Regions from separate parts of the Mus musculus genome. Here region 1 is linked to region 2. A link is a contact called in public HiChIP or PLAC-seq data. All regions are on one chromosome and are shown on one strand. The core of a region is the stretch at or near the end of the contact, and the rest is flanking DNA. Distances in the headings are between cores, read along the strand shown. Region 1 overlaps Tenm4 (teneurin transmembrane protein 4). Region 2 has its middle 17 kb from the start of Tenm4.

Region 1 (3,788 bases), core at 892-3,391, 89 kb before region 2:
GATCTTTGTTACTGACTATCTCATTGAAAAGGATTACTTTGGCCCTCTTTGGTAGTGGCGTTTCATCCAATATAATATTGTTATCTTCTCCCTCCTTCCCTTCTTCCTTTCCCCCCACTCCCTCCCCCAGGAAGCTATCACAGGCTCTTCTCAATCTGGGATGGCCTTGGACTTCTGATCTTCCTGTCTCTAGCTCCAAGTGTTGGATTTTCAGGCATGTACCAACAAGCCCACCTGAAGAAATGTTGGGGACTGACCTTGGGGGTTTGTGCCCATTAAGCAGGCAGTCTACCAACTGAGTTACAGCCTCGGCCTGCCTCTACTTTTTCTATGCAAAAAGATATGAGAAATAGTGGCTGGTAAAAAGAAAAACACAGGGTGATGAGAGAGAGAGGCCCATTGGAGCAAAGGCCAGTGGATTAGAAAGGGCTGTGCTTTCCAGCACTCAGCATTTTCGAGGCAGCATTGCCTACTGGGAAATGACTTACAGGCAAAACAGAGGTGCTTGATGGGATCTGATTTGTTTGAAGCTCACTACAGCACAATCATAAAATAACAGTGTAATTGCGTGGGGTTTTTAAAGTACTTTGTTGTTGAACAGAATAAATGGGAAGTATTAAGCAATCCCTTTGGTCTTTCTTTGCCTAATTTGCAAAGTGTTGTCTATGGGGGATAATGTGTGTGTGTGTATGTTTGTGTGTATACAGGCGCACATGCACACATGACTCACAAGCATGTATGTGGTGATGTTATTTTTTTAAACAAGCCACAGAGGCAAGTCTTTTGTGAGGCTCTCATCCTAAAAAAGCAGAAAATATAAAAAGGCTGGAACTTGGTATTAGGAATAAACATAGATGAATGGTACTGTAGTAGTGGCACCTGCACACGTCATAGAGTTTTCTAAGAGTGTTTAGAAAATTTAAAGGAGGACTCAGGTGTGTATGGGTGGGGATTAAATCAATGAGGGATGTATTTCCTCTTTCTTTCCTTTCTTCCTTCCATTCTCCCTCCCTCCTTCCCCCTATCTTCCTTCCTTCCTTCCTTCCTTCCTTCCTTCCTTCCTTCCTTCCTTCCTTCCTTCCTTCCTTCCTTCCTCCCCTCCCTCCCTCCCTCCTCCCTCCCTTCCTCTCCTCCCTCCCTCCCTCCCTCCCTCTCTCTTTCTTTTTTCCTTGTTACTTTTTTTTTTTGAGACAGGGTTTCTCTGTGAAGCCTTGACAATCCTGAAGCTTGCTCTATACACCAGGCTGGCCTTGAACTCATAGAGGTCTGAATCCACCAGCCTCTGTCTCACAAGTGCTAGGAATAAAGGTATGGGATACCACTGCCTGGCCCAGGGATCCACCAGGTCTGAGGAATGTGTTTCTAAGGCTAGACGTGATCAGATTTGAGAGAAGTCTTTGCCTTCTCTGAACCTCCTTGAACTAGGTGGTAATAGTCTAACATGCATAGTGGGCGTGCAATGAATACAGAGAGATACAGAGTTTCTGGTACATGGCATTCAGTTAACAAGAGCAAGTCCCTTCCACTCTCAATTTCTCTTGCCACGCTTTAAGCCCTTTAATGTCCATAGCTAGTAGGAGAGGCTGACTCCCCTGTGCTAAGAGGTCACATGGTCTAAGGAGTCTGATTGTTTGCACACCCACTGCCTCTGCTGGACTCCCAGTGAAGTTCAAAGCCTGAGGTGGTGCTAATGCTGTAACACCCCAACAGCTGGCTGAAGGTCACAGAAGTACCCCACTGTGTTGAATGGCTTCACTCTGGCTTGTTTAATGATAATTTATGCACCACCCAGGTACTTCTGAGTAGGTACCACTAGTCTGTTTTACACTTGAGATTCTCCAGAGCATAAACTGTTCTTTGGCTCCTTGGCACCTCCTGGCTCTGCCTCCTGTTCTCTGTCTCTTTTGGCTTGGCATTGGTCCATACTCTTTGGATCTCCCACAGCAGCTCTTCTCTCCCCCAGGCTTCTCTTTCACCAAGGGGTGAAGGGGAAGAGCACCTTCCAGTTTCACTTTGCTTACCCATCTCACTTGCAGGTAGTGTTAGAGCTTGGGGAAGACTTGCTCTGTAGAAGGAATGCTCCACTGAGTTAGCTCTCAACTCTGGAAGGCTGCTCCGATCATGGCCCTGTTTCAGCTCTGTTAACGTGTAAAGACAAGCCCTGGGCAACAGTTCAAACCACCAAACAACACTGTTAAACACCACCAAATGCTCCCTGTCAAGAGAGAAGTCCACAACGGTAGGAGCTGATAGCTCAGTTCCAACTTTGCAGAAGAGCCCAGCAGACCCTAATGTGGCTCAGGCAACCACACTGCTGAGCCCACCACTAGCTCAGCCTTCCTTTTGGGCTGAGACCTTCAGGAGTCAAGTTATGAAAAAGAATGGTAGCCTCAGGGCATCCTCCAAGAGCCTTCTCAGTTCTTTCAGTACCTTGGTAGCTCAGTTGAGCCCTGGAACATTTTAGAGGATTGTCAGGGGAAAAGGTTAACTAACAGGGTGAGAAACTGCAACCCTAAGAATGACAAAGATGTCTGCCTCCCTCAGAGCAACTAAGGGACAAGCCCTCTATTGTCTGTGAATCCTGTACAGCCTTAGCAATGTTCCCAGGAAGAGGCTCTGAGTTCAGCAGTTATCAGTGACTTCCCTGATCATAGGGTGCCCATCTAGCCCTTCTTCAGCTAAAGTGAGATGTCTGGCAGTGGACTTAAGCCAAATTACCTGATGTATTCATCCCATATGACTTGGGACAAGTCACTTCATCAGTCTAATCCTCGGTTTCTTCAAATGTGAGGTAAGTAAGAAAAGGAGACTTTCTCCACTTGGTTTATAAGAAAGTAAGGTGAATTATTTACAAAGGGATTTAAAAAGCACAGCGGCATCATAAACACCAGGGACTATTTACTAAGTAAATACTCTACCTTCCAGTAGCTTCCTAGCGCTAACCTCTTAGAAAACACATCATCATATCTTCGCACTCTCTCTCCCTCCCTCTCCCTCTCCTTCCCCCTTCCCCTCTCTCCCCCTCTCCCTCTTCCCTGCACCCCCACAGTATACTGCCTGATCACAGAGCTGAGAACTCTGGATCACTGAAACATATCCCAAGAGCATCTTCACTGCAGTGTGGCTGTCACTGCATCCCCACTGAGGCTGCACATAGACAACACATGGTCCATCAGGGAAGGAAGCAGCAGAGGAGATATAACACATAACAAAGGCCAGGGCAGAGAACAGGCACCACGTCCTGCCGAGCATCTTAATGATTTCTAACTGCCAGGGGCTGTGTAATCAGATGATGAGGGGACAACTTTAAATATCCATCTGAAGAGCAAGTCCATTCTCAAAAAGCTACCACTAAAAAAACATGGAATGAGAAACATCAAAAAAGAGGTCCAAGTGAAAGCACACAGCTTGAGCACTTTGGAACCCAAGGAGGTGGTCCTAGCTCTGATTCTATTGCACATAGTGGCCCTCAAACCTTCTAGCAATGTCTCCTATTGCCAAGGTGACCCTAAGCTCACACTCCAGGCTCTTCCCAAGTCCTCCGGCGGCAGCTCTCATTCTCTTTAGAAACTGGTCACAGACTCCAGGTCTCTGGTTTGCAGTCTCTTGGAATCCACAACCTTTCAGGCAAAAAGCAAAACAAAACAACAACAACAACAACAACAACAAAACCCACCTAAATAGTTCTGCCTCTGCCTGCTCTATGAGCCTCTCTATCTTGGCACAGGGTCTCCAGTCCCTCCTGCTGATTGGTATGTGCACATCAGAAGGAAGGCACACATGTTCCC
Region 2 (4,107 bases), core at 1,431-3,930:
TGAAACAATAAAAATAGATCCTTTAAAATTGCCTCAAGAAAAGGTGACTGAACACAGACGTTGGTAGGTGGTTGCTTGGATATGTGTCTTGAAGAAGCAGTTATGTGTTTGTGAATATCATTTCATGGACTTCTTAAAAATTTATTGCTTTATTTATGTGTGCAACTTGTGAACTGGTCCAAGGATACCTTGCAGGAATCAGTTCTTTCCTTCCACTGTGTGGGTACTGGGAATCAAGCTCAGGCTGTCTGGATTGGTAGTAAACTCCTTTACTGTTGAGTCAGTGAGGGGTAGTTTTAAATGTTTGGCTGGCAAAAACCTTGAAGAACCTAAAGGTGCCACAGAATCTTGGTATTTAATTCCACACAATTCCTGCCTTAAAGCAGTGCAAGTAGGTTTATGGAAACAGAAGGACTTATTTAAGGTCCCTTAGCAAGTGGTCTTGAAGGAATTTCTGGTTGAAAGTGCATGATGGGGCCACATGAAATTTGAGTTCCATGGTTCAGTACAGAACTAGACAGATGTCCCTTCTGCTCCCTCACTGCTCTCTCAAGATATGATATAAGGTATAAGGTATAAGGTATATCTCAAGATATAAGGTATATGTCCTTAGTGACATCTGTCCTTGGAAAATAAGGGTCTTATAACATGCAATCTTACTTTGGGTAAGACTGGGGTCTGGGTTTTGGAACTTGATTAAAGATTTTATGCAAATAAGTTTCCTGATTGGCTCTGAGTTCTCTGATGAAAATATCTCTTGAACTGACTAGTCATTCACAGACAAGTATGATTCTGACCCTTTCAAAGGAGATGGTTCTTTGAGAATTCAGCTCTGCAAAGACATAGAAGTAAGACACCGGGAAAGTAAGGCTTGTCTCTTTCATCAATGCACCATGTAATCCTCTTTATCTTCAAGACCCCACTCAAACGCTATGCATCCTAGGATGCCTTTCTTGATCTCCATTCTTAGAGAGTTCACCCCTTCTCTTTCAGAATAGCACTCTATGCTCTGTCACTGTCTTCCGTTTGTCTAGTTATTTGTGGGTTTATTTTTTTCTTCTTGTTTGAGAACCCCCAAAGCCTATGGTTTTATTTCCTTACCTATGCATTATGGAGATCAGAGAAGGGAAGGGTGTCTCCTAATATAACCTTGGAATCAGGTCTGGAGGGATAGACCCAGTGGGCATCTCTCCAGAATGCTTGTTTTGCAAGCGTGAGGGCCTGGAATTCAGATATCAGCGCCTAAAAAGCAAGGCATGGTCACGCATGTGTCCTCATGGGAGCAGAGAGAAGAGGATTACTGGGGCTTCCCTGGCTAACAGCCTCCTTCAACTCCAGTGAGAGATCCTACCTCAAAGATATAAAGCAAAGAGTGGTAGAACAGGATACCCAATGTCGTTTTCACTGGCTTTGGAACATGCACACAGATGCACACAATTTTAACACACACACACACACACACACACACACACACACACACACACACCTATCTCTGGAAAGTCTGCAAGTGAGACAAAAGTCTTCTTCTATGTCCTGTTTTTGCTCAGGCTTCCTTAGAAAAGTTTATATCTCTGCAAAGGAGCCCCAGGCCCCCTCAACACTGTCTGTTTACAAACAATGGCCTCTGCATGGCGCACCATCTGACAATCTTCTCTGGTCAGAAAACAGAAGGCAGGTTCCCAGCTGCCACTCTTTGTCACATGGGGAGGTTGAGCAAGTGACTGCTTCCCTCCCCAGTCTCCGTTATAAAACAGACACACCCTGGACTCTGAAAAGTCCAGCTACAAAACAAGTCTTTGCACAGAGTAATCTCAACAAATAATAGCATTTTTTTTTTTTTTTTTTTTTTTTGGTCAGTGAAGAAAAGAACAAAGTATGTTCAGCACAGTGTCCCACATACGGTGTGGCTGCAAGGGCCACAAGAGGAAGTCCTTTTTATCATTTCAAGTTGCCTGTAGCAATATGGAATCAGGATTCTTTGAGCAACTGGGGTGAAATTCTCCCTTTGCTTACTGTTAGTTGATGAAACGGGGATCCATTACTTCATCCTTCAAAGACCAGACTCCTCATTCCTAGGTGGACAATGGTACCTGATAGAAGTGTAGTGGTTTAAGGAGAATGCCATTCTCAAAGCTGTTCATCTTCCTGGCATGTTCTATTGGAAACTACCTCTACCTCACCCCCAGCTCTATCAAGATCTGGGTGTTGGTTCTTCTTTTCCTTGAATTTGGCTGTGTTTGTAGGATGCCAATGGTTAGATGAGGGAGTCTATGCCACAGAAAGAGCCTCTAGTGCCTTACTCCAGCCAATAGTTCATATGTGCTGCACAGATATGTGAGTGAAGAAGTTCCTAGCTGTTTTCATACTTTGGTTTTTTTTAGGTATGAAGACCTAAACTTTGAGAAGCAGAGACCAGCCATTTCGCTGCTCTTTCCAATTTCCTGACTTGCAAATTGTTTTAAGCTAGAAAAATCACAACAATATATTATGTAGCAGGATTTTAATAAAACCACAAATACAATAAATAGCAAACAGAAGAAACAGCAGGATCTGTGATTAGAGAAGTTCCTATAATACTCACTACCACAGGCCCGGAAGGCCAAGCAGTTGCCAGAGACTCCACCCCTGAGGGTTATGCCCCGCCTACCACTCTCTCAGCCAATGGGGATTCTCTCAGCCTTCCGTCTCCTCTGGTAGCTGTTAGAGGGGCAGAGGGTGTGGAAGCGTGCTTAAAAGGCTCCTGACTCACAGCTGCGTTTGTGGGTCAGCTTTCTGCCCGCTGGGGACAGGGGAGTGGGTGGTGGAGGTGGGGGTAGGGGCTGGAGATGCCTTGATAGGAGTGGCTGCACCGCCGGTGTGAGGGCAGCTCCTTAATCTCTTTTCTCTGCTGCCTTTACATACTGGCCCGACAGAGGTCAGCATGCTGGACACATTCTTTGTTGCGGTTAAGCCAAGCCCTTAAGGCTTAGAATTGCTTTAAGCCTGATTAACTCCCAAGGAGACAGAAACATTTACATTTAGGGACAAGAGAATAAGATATTTAATCGCCTCTTTAAAACACATGCTTTCCTTGTTACTCAAAGCCAGGCAACTTCCCACCCCCCTTTCTTTTTCTCCAAGGCTGTGCCGATTTCTTTTGTTCTCAAACTAATCTCTCCCCCTCTTTTTTCCTTTTCACTCCTCTTTAATGGTCATCCTTCCTGCCCTTTCTTTACATTTTCTTTTAAAGATTTATTTATGTGTATGAGTTCCTATGTGCCTGGTGCCCACAAAGGTCAGAAGAGGGAGTCAGATCTCCTGAAAGAGGAGTTAAGGATACGTGTGAACCACCATGAGGATGCCAGGAAATGAACCCAGGTTCTCTGCGAGAGCAACAAGCAATCTTAACCTCTGAGCCATCCCTCTAGCTCCCCCTTCTTGCCCTTTCTTAACCAGATTTCTTATTCTCCTCGATCCCTCTTTTGTGTCTCTGTTGTTCCTCTCTGGATGTCTTGCAGCTTTGGGGTCTTCCACTTTCCTGTTCCTTTGCTCCTGAACGTTGAATTGCACACTTGTCTTTGAAGGAGTTATCAGTGTGGTTCCCCAAATATTTACTAACAGAGGAGCTTGAATTCTGGAACCCCTGCTACCGACTTGGCTTATTTCTGACCAGTGGTGGTAGAGGTATCCAGCGATGCGTTTCAAATCCAATGAGCCAAATCACACAGTGGGAGGCTTAGGAGAAGTCACTCTGAGTTTGAGCTTCCTTCACCGATGGTTCCCACTCTGTCTTTTGGTGATAACCTCAGAGCAATGAGCAAGGCTGCCCAAGCCTTTCTCTGAAGGCTTGGCAAAGAGCCTCGAGCTTGGGGTAAAGATCTCACCTCCCACCAGCTGTTAACCAGTCACTTTATCCCTGAGCCCTCTGAGTCCTTTCTTCACCCATAAAATGGCTAGCAGCCATCATCTTGTCTTTCTCATGGGGCTATTATGATGCACATACAAGCTAATGAATGGGAAAGCATTTTTGCAAACTATAACGTGCTGTACAAATTTAAACCCTTTTTATTATTGTTGTTATCATGATCATAATTTTTATGTTGTGCTAATGCTCATCTTACAACTCAT

The links. HiChIP or PLAC-seq counts read pairs in DNA pulled down with a chosen protein or histone mark.
Region 1: an H3K27ac HiChIP or PLAC-seq map of embryonic stem cells shows a contact between it and region 2, with 27 read pairs. The contact joins two enhancer-like sites. A contact is called at or near these places in 3 of 39 promoter capture datasets (the 3T3-L1 cell line, embryonic stem cells and liver), 2 of 484 Hi-C or Micro-C datasets (embryonic stem cells and uterus) and 1 of 115 datasets of contacts at active chromatin or transcription factors (embryonic stem cells).

What each region holds. Positions count from the first base shown.
Region 1 is chr7:96,240,889-96,244,676 of GRCm38.p6, reverse strand. All of the region lies in intron 1 of Tenm4 (teneurin transmembrane protein 4), which reads right to left. Among named protein-coding and RNA genes, the nearest start is that of Mir708, 6.6 kb to the left of the region's middle. Within about 2 kb of position 2,141, at least 26 of the 459 cell types and tissues checked have an H3K27ac peak or open chromatin away from gene starts, as enhancers often do. A contact at or near this core is called in embryonic stem cells and uterus, where this site is marked.
Region 2 is chr7:96,151,829-96,155,935 of GRCm38.p6, reverse strand. No RefSeq gene overlaps it. Among named protein-coding and RNA genes, the nearest start is that of Tenm4, 17 kb to the left of the region's middle. Within about 2 kb of position 2,680, at least 151 of the 459 cell types and tissues checked have an H3K27ac peak or open chromatin away from gene starts, as enhancers often do. A contact at or near this core is called in embryonic stem cells and uterus, where this site is marked.